Regions from separate parts of the Sus scrofa genome. Here region 1 is linked to region 2. Evidence: chromatin contacts called from public Hi-C data. All regions are on one chromosome and are shown on one strand. Each heading gives the region's core, a stretch centred on a gene start, on an enhancer-like site or on the middle of the called end of the contact. The rest is flanking DNA. Distances are from core to core; before and after follow the strand shown. Region 1 overlaps KCNU1 (potassium channel subfamily U member 1). Region 2 has its middle 16 kb from the start of ERLIN2.

The links. Hi-C and Micro-C count contacts between places; a contact is called where the count stands out from the background.
Region 1: a Hi-C map of fetal skeletal muscle shows a contact between it and region 2, with 2.5 times the contacts expected there. The contact joins two enhancer-like sites. A contact is called at or near these places in 1 of 5 promoter capture datasets (liver), 8 of 47 Hi-C or Micro-C datasets (fetal skeletal muscle, fibroblasts, heart right ventricle and 5 more) and 2 of 2 datasets of contacts at active chromatin or transcription factors (alveolar macrophages and skeletal muscle).

Annotation. Positions count from the first base shown.
Region 1 is chr15:49,370,756-49,374,732 of Sscrofa11.1, forward strand. All of the region lies in intron 18 of KCNU1 (potassium channel subfamily U member 1), which reads right to left. Among named protein-coding and RNA genes, the nearest start is that of KCNU1, 72 kb to the right of the region's middle. Within about 2 kb of position 1,991, at least 1 of the 83 cell types and tissues checked has an H3K27ac peak or open chromatin away from gene starts, as enhancers often do. A contact at or near this core is called in fetal skeletal muscle, where this site is marked.
Region 2 is chr15:48,675,606-48,679,828 of Sscrofa11.1, forward strand. No RefSeq gene overlaps it. Among named protein-coding and RNA genes, the nearest start is that of ERLIN2, 16 kb to the left of the region's middle. Within about 2 kb of position 1,331, at least 6 of the 83 cell types and tissues checked have an H3K27ac peak or open chromatin away from gene starts, as enhancers often do. A contact at or near this core is called in fetal skeletal muscle, where this site is marked.

The sequences.
Region 1 (3,977 bases), core at 741-3,240, 700 kb after region 2:
ATCTGAACCCATTTTTCTTCAGACCTGTCCACATATTCACAAAGAGGTTTTAAAAAGACCTTTGTCCCTCCTTTATTACAGCCTTCTAAGCTAGTCCAGGTGAGAAAGACAAGAGTAATGAAAGGGATATGTTGAATTTTCCTCATTACTGACACTTGCATGAAGCCTAAAACTATTGTGTCTTCTACCTTTAAGTAATGAGAACAAAATACTGCTTGTTAATGTAAAGAATTCATGTATCCAATACCTATCTGATGAATTACTCCACAGGAATACCTGGGGATATTTAGGGTTCAGCTTCTGACCGCTACAATAAAGCAAATAGCTTAGTAAAGCAAGTCACATGAAATTTTTGGTTTCCAAGGGCATGTGAAATTATGTTTATACTATACTGCAGTCTATTAATTTTGCAGTAGCATTATGTCTAAAAACATACATCTATAAATTTAAAATATTTCATTAATAAAAAAATTCTAGCCATCATCTGAAACATCAGTGAGTTATATAGTCTTTTTGCTGCTAGAGGTCCTGCCCCAATGTTGATGGCTGCTGACTGATCAGGACGCTGCTACTGAAGGTTGGGTAGTGGTGGCAATTTCTTAATATGAGACCACAAGGAAGCTGGCCCCACCGATTGATTCTTCGCTAATGATTTCTTCATAACATGCAGTGCTGTCTGATAGCATTTTACCCACCAAAGAACTTTCAAAATTGGAGTCGGTCCTCTCAAACCCTGCTGCTACTTTATCAAATAAGTTTATGGAATATTCTAAATCCTTTATTGTCATTTCAACCATCTTCACAGCATCTTCTCCAGGAGTAGATTCCATTTCAAGGATCTTCTTCCTTGGCTCATCCATGAGAAGCAACTCCTCATCCACATCAGTTTACTATGAGATTGCGGCAAGTCAGTGCTGTCTTCAGGCTCCACTTCTGATTCCAGTTCTCTTGCTGTTTCCACCACATCTGCAGTTACTTCCTCCATGAAGTCTTTCACCCCTCAGCATCATCCATGAGGGCTGGAATCAACTTCCTCTAAACTCCTGTTCATGTTATTTTGACCTCTTCGCATGAACTGTGAATGTTTTAGTGGCATTAAGAATGATGAATTCTTTCCAGAAGGCTTTCAATGTACTTCCCCCAGATCCAGCAGAGGAATCATTATGCATGGAAGCTATGGCCATACCAGATTACAAAATGTATTTCCTAAAGAAAAAGACTTAAAAGTTAGTATTACTCCTTGATCCATGAGCTGTGAATGGATGTTGTGTCAGCTGGCATGAAGACAACTTGAATCGTGTCCATCTCCATCAGAGCTACTGGGTGACCAGGTACATTGTCAATGAGCAGAAATATTTTGAAAGAAATATTTTACTAAGTAGTAGATCTGTAAATTAGGTTTAAAATATCATAAGCCATGTTGTAAAGAGTTGTGCTGTCATCTACTTTGTTATTCCATTTATAGATCACAGCCAAGGTAGATTTAGCAAAGTTTTTAAAGGCCATAGGGTTTTCAGAATGATAAATGAGCACTGGCTTCAACCTAGAGCCACCAGCTACATGAAGTCAGACACTGACTTCTCTTCTCCAGCTATCCAAGTCCTAGGGCATCTTCTTCCACTATAAAGCTGTTTCAATCACACTGAAAATCTGTTGTTTGGCATAGTCATCTTCATGAATTATCTTAGCGAGATTTTCTGGATATGCACCAGTTTCTACAGAAAGATTAGACAGGATGTGGAGAGAGAAGAAGCAAGTATGGTGATCTGTATCCAAGCTTGGATGAGGCTCTAGGAAGACCCTGGAAGCTCCATAGGACTTCAGGCACCTGAGGTTAAAAAGACTGGGTTTCTCTTGCCTGGATCATCTGGGGCACAGGATGCCATCAACGCGAAGAGCTGAGAATAAAAAGAGAGGCAGGCCCAGCTTCCTTCCTAACATCTGTGTGTTTGTATAAGGAGTATGGTTCCTTAATGTGAGAGGTCATAGAGACAGATGTCTGGCAGAGGATGCACTGGCAGATCTGATGGGCTGTAATCTGCTCATAAACTCAAGACCATCCTGTAAACAGCTGTGCTGGAAGGCCTTGGGAAAGAGCCAAGGAAGGAGCTGGAACTGCCATGGGAAGAGTGTTCTGGAAGCAAAACAGCAAGCCACAGACAGACTTGGGTGTGGCGAAATGAGCACCCAGTGGGAAGTATCCCATTAGGGATCTTCACTGAAAACCCTGTTGATATGCTGAGCTGAGCAACAAGCCCCCTCACCTTGAATAAGAAGAAATTGGTTGCAAAAGCACAGAAATCTAAGAGCCAAGGAAATGATGGAAGAAGGCATGGAGGGGGCAGAACCACAACAAGGAACCCTTTTCCACTTGCTAAGTTTTTACTTGCTCAAGTTGACAACATAATTTAATCTGTTTTATTTCATTCGATCATCATAACCTTTCAATTATTTCAGTCCTTTGGTTTGTTTGTTTGTTTTTTGACCATGCCTACCACATGTGGAAGTTCCCAGCCAGGGACTGAAACCACACCACAACAAAGACTCAAGCCACAGCAGTAACAAGGCCAGGTCTTTAAACACTAGGTCACCAGGGGACCCCCAATTATTTCAGTTCTAATACTAGCACTGTTTTGCAGAGAAGGAAACTGAAACTTAAAGGCTAAGGAAGGTGGTGATGTGGGGGCATGCCTGCTGGGAGCCCTGCTCATGGCAGGTATCAGTGGGTTGACCACCCATTCTAGAGCCAGGCTGGGTTGGATATCAGGGAAGAGAGAATCTTTCTTGGTCTCTGGCATCTCTAAGAAGGACATGAAGGGTATGAAAACAAAGCTGATACTAGAAGTGGGATCTGAGTCACAGGTTTCACAAAGTGGGAAGGGAAGTCACATGGGAATGTATTCAGGTTGCAGTGCAGACTCTAAGAGTTGAATTAGGCAGACCCAGAGAGAGGGATTCTAGGGAAGGGCTGATATGAAGACAAACCTTTCTGTTAGAAATGGTCACCTCTTCTGACCCAGATACATCATACACTGCCTGGAAATTTCCACCTCTCCTCCTCCCACGGATCAACTATCTATCTACGCCCACTGGAGTTTATAAACACCCACCTTTAAAAATACTGAATGGGAGTTCCCGTCATGGCTCAGTGGTTAATGAATCCAACTAGGAATCATGAGGTTGCGGGTTCGATCCCTGGCCTTGCTCAGTGGGTTAAGGATCCAGCGTCACTGTGAGGTCTCAGATGCAGCTCAGATCCCCCACTGCTGTGGCTCTGGCGTAGGCTGACAGCTACAGCTCCAATTAGATCCCTAGCTTGGGAACCTCCATATGCCATGGGTGTGGCCCTAGAAAAGACAAAACAAACAAATAAATAAATAAAAAAGTACTGAATGGCTTCTTTCGTTCTTGGGTTACTGGTCAGTCCCCATAATATGAGTTGGTTGTACCTAAATCTTTTCTTTCTAACTTCTAATCAAAACTGGTTTTCCTGAAGAAGTAGATTTTGATAAAGAACAGAGAGAATAGTAAATACTGTACAACAGTAAGACAGACCAAACTGTACTAAACTCATCCAGAGGGGGGTGGTCAAAGTAAGGAAATTGGAAGTGAAGGTGAAGGGGCTCCAAGAGGGGCCCAGATGCATTTCTTTCTTTCCTTTCTTTCTCTCTTTATTTCCTTCCCTTTATTTCCTTCCCTCCCTCCCTCCTTCTCTTTCTTTCTTTCTTTTCTTTCTTTCTTTCTTTCTTTCTTTCTTTCTTTCTTTCTTTCTTTCTTTCTTTCTTTCTTTCTTTCTTTCTCTCTCTCTTTCTCTCTATCTTTCTCCTTCTTCCTTCCCCTTCCTCCCTTCCTTCCTTTCTTTTTAGGACTGCACCTGTGGTATATGGAATTTCCCAGGATAGGGATCAAATTGGAGCTACAGCTGCCAGTCCACTCCACAGCCACAGCAATGCCAGGTTGGCTGCATCTACAACCCA
Region 2 (4,223 bases), core at 81-2,580:
GGCAAACGTCAGGAGACTTTCCGGGAGCCGGGTCCTTGGGGCAAGCCTGCTTCTGCATGTGGCTTCCTGACCAGGGCATTTAGAGCTGTGCTTCTCAAACTTGACTGCACTTGCTGATCCCGAGGGGACCAGTTCAAGTGCAGATGTAGAGCCACTGATCTGGGGTGGGGCTTGAAATTCTGCATTTTTCACAGGCTCCCAGGCCACAGCAATGCTGCTGGTCTTATACCCACACTTTGAGGAACAAGGTTTTGAAGGGGAGTTCATGGGAGTTCAACTTTCTAAAACCCTTACCTAGAGAAGGGCCTTTCCAGCTCTTTTCACGCAAGGGCTGCCGGGAGTCAGACCCCTTGCATATTCCCTGCCTTTTCTAGACAGTTCCCTCCTCTGCACTGACCTCTGAATGGGGCCTCAGCAGCCAGAGTCCAGGCTGTCCTGCTCTGCCCACTTACCTCCCCAACCAGATGGCAGCTCCCTGGGCTTCACCCTCCCTCTGCCCAGTGGAGCCAGGCTCCACGAATATGGATTCCTCACACGGATGTCCTTTTTGGAGCAAAGATCTCCTTCCTCTCCCGGACCCCTTGTCACCCTGCTCAGTTGGCCCTGGTTATCCTTGCTGGGCCTGTCTCTCTGTCCCTGTGGCCTGGGACTCTGTTTCTAGAACATGAGGATGGATTCTGTTCCTTTCCTAAGAGAGGGTTGAGTTCCGGAACGGGGGTAACGGTTCCCTCTTGGCAAAGGCGGGATGGCCCAGTCAGACGGGCCAAGGGACCATTGATCTGAGTCCAGTGAAAAAGTGGCTTCTCAGGAGCCCTGGATCCAGGCCCACTTCCAGACAACTTCTTCTTTCAAAGCTCTTTCATGTGTTTTAACTTCACAGACATGCCCCTGAGAGACAGCAGTGGTGGTGGTGGTGGTGGTAGGGGGACCGCAGCAGGGGTCAGATGAGTGGCTGGTGGGGTGTGGCGCTGGGGGCGTCAGGTGGGGACTGAGGTGCTGTTGTGAGTCGGCAGATAGACTCTCCCCCGACCTCGACTCTTGTGATAACACGGCTACACATATTAAAATATAGATGTGCAACTAGGGTGAATTCAAACATAGACGTCTCACTTCTTTATACCTCCCTTTATACCTCGCCCTTTATACCTCCCCTCCTACACACACACACACACAAACACACACATACACACACACTTAACCAATTAAGTCCGTCGAGCGCTATTTGCGGATGATGGTGTGGAATTGTGCTGGAGTTGTGTCCGGCATCATTAAATGTCAGCATTAACAATACGGCACTTGGCAATCAAGGCCGCTCCGTGGCTGTTAGTCATTAATCACCATCTGACAGTCCTGAATTGGAAACGAGGAGCCTGTTCACATGTGCTCCGTGTACTCAGTTACCCTCTCAGTAATCAGCTTCGGAAAACTTTTCTTCGACTCCCTGCCTGCGAGGACCTCTGCGAGGGGGTGGGGGGGTCAATATGCTGGGACCCCATCCTCCTCTTCCCTCTCCCCTCCCCCTCCTCTTCCTCTTCCTTGCTGCAAAAAAAAAAAAAGTGAGGTCGGGGGAGAGAGGGGCACCTCCGTTTTGGCCTACCCTTTCCCTCTTAGGCCTGTTTTATGTAGCCTTGTTTTTCTATTCTGGCCCAATGGCCAGGAAAATTCTCTTTCTCCCTGAAGAAATTCTGAAAGGCAGCAGGGAGCTCGGTTCTGTTCCAGAAGCTGCTGGGGTAAGTTTGTCAAATGAGTCCTCAGCTGTGGACCCGCGAATGCTAGATGGGGGGGCTCCATGGATCACTTCCTGCCACTTGGGTCTGTGTTGTCACAGGCTTCTGGGACCCTCTGTGGAACTGAGAGGGGGGTCACTGTTCCTTGCTGGGGATGGACCTCTCTTCAGCCTTGTTCACTTATTCATTCTTCCTGGAAATCTCATCAGGGCCTGCTATGTGCCAGCTACGGACTGGATGCTGGAGAGGCAGCCATGAATGCAGGCCAGGGGCCTCCCTGGTGGTGGTGGCTTTTGGGGGTGAGTTAAGGGTCAGATAGAGAATCCGTTGTTGCCATGGGCTTGCTCTCTGAAGGGAGTCCTCTGCTGCATTCTTGGTGTGGGCGCTGCCCGGCTGCCAGCTCCTTGCAGGGACATGTTCCAGAGCCTTCCTGACATGGCTCCTTCACCCCTCAGTGGCCTTACTTCTCACTCCCTGCAGACCCCGCTCTCTGCCTGCCCAGGTGGGGGCTCTTCCTCAGCAGGTGAAAGGGTGGCCTTCCCCCTCTGCCTCTTTCACAAGGACATTTTTTTTCTTTTTAGGGCCACACCCAGAGCATATGGAAGTTCCCAGTCTAGAGGTCCAATTTGGGCTGCAGCCACTGGCCTACACCACAGCCACAGCAATGGGGGATCTGAGTCGAGTCATTGATCTACACCACAGCTCATGGCAATGTCGGATCCTTAACCCACTGAGTGAGGCCAGGGATCAAACCTGTTTCCTCATGGATACTAATCAGGTTCCTAACTGCTGAGCCACAACGGGAACTCCTTCATAAGCACATTTTACAATGTTTTTTCAGGACATTGTTTCTTAATCCCAGGGAATGAGTTGAGTGATGGAATTTCAGCCACCACGGTGAGTTGGTAGAGCAAAGAGGCCACTGACAGCCCCATCCCCAAGTGGGTCTCCCTGGCCTGCCTCTAGGCTTGGGGCTCAAGTGACCCCCTTGCCCCCCAGGGCCACCCCTCGGTTCTGCAATGACAAGAGAAGGAAAGGCTTCTGGGGCAGCTGGTGATGGGCCACGGGTAGAGGGCGCACCTCCTTTCCTCTGTCCTGGTTGCTCTGTCTTTTGTCCCTGCTCTGGGCCTCAGCCCCAGGTTTCTTGCATTACCCAACTAAAGACTTTAGTTCCAAGACATTGACAAATAGTCAAGGTCTTTTCAAATTAAAGAGAATTCAAAACTTTTACTGACTGTCCCTTATGTCCCTGATTGTTCCAGGCACACAGGGGCTGCCAAGGTAAAGAATCTTCCATACATTAAGGAACTTATGGTCCAGTGGAGGGCAATGAGAGGTTCTCACATAGAGATGCACTAGAAGGAAGATAACATAAGGGGTGCGAGGAGTTCCCACATGACTCAATGGGTTAAGGACCTGGCATTGTTGCCGCAGCAGCTTGGGTTGCTGCTGTGGAGTGAGTTCGATCCCTGGCCTGGGAACTTCCGCATGCTATGGGCACAGCCAAGAAAAAAAAATAAGGGGCTCAAGAGATTCAAAGTGAGGGAAACCCACAAGTGGTTGGGGTGAAAATGAGAGGAGGGGGAAGAAGGACCAGCTGGACGGAAAGGGCCTTTGGCCGGCCTGTGGCGGACTTGAATGCCAGGGGAAAGGTTTGGCCTTGCGGATAACAAGGAACTGGGAAAGGCCTATGTTTCCAGGAGTAAGAAACACACCTTCCATCCTTCATGAAAAACGTAGCTCTCAGGAGGAGAGAAGGCTGATTTTCCCCCTCAAGCTTCACACTTGCGGCATGAACCTTGGAATTAGAGGTTGATTGGAGTGATCAGGAGTTTAATTTTTGTCTTCATCTGCAGCTGTCCAGGCCACAGCTCCAGGAGCTAGAAAAACCTCAAAGCTCTGCCTGGGAATGTTCTCATGACTTCCGTGAGAGGTCCCTTTTCCCCTCCTCCCATCCCTCCCCTCTTTGCCCTGCCCCTGGCTCCAGCTGCCCCTGGTCCCAGGAAGGTAGGGCAGGGTGGTGTAGGGTGGGTGGATGCTGGTGCTCTTTATCCCTTCTCCTCCCAACCCGGGCAGGCTGGGTTTTTCTCCTTCAGCGGAGGCCCAGCTACAAGGGATGGTGCCTACCTGATCGGATAATTCTTCTGACATTCAAGTATGGATTTTCCAGCCCGAGAAACGACACCCTCCTCTCTTGGCTGAGCCCACTCAGCCTTCCGGGCTCGGCTGCAAAGTCATCTTCCCAAAGAGGCTCTCCTTGACTTTGGTTCTAAACAAGAGTTCCTCGTTCCCGCTCTGTCTGCACCATGAATCACTTTCTGTCGTGGCTGCTACCACATTTATAATTACGTATTGATCTGCATAGTTTGTTCTCCTCTGTATTTGCCTGGAAGCTCCATGAGGGCAGGAGCTCACTAGGATATGCAGGGGGGCAGGCCCCTGCCTCACAGGAAGTAGATTCTCAGGAAAGGATGCTCAGTGAAGGCCTTGGGTCCA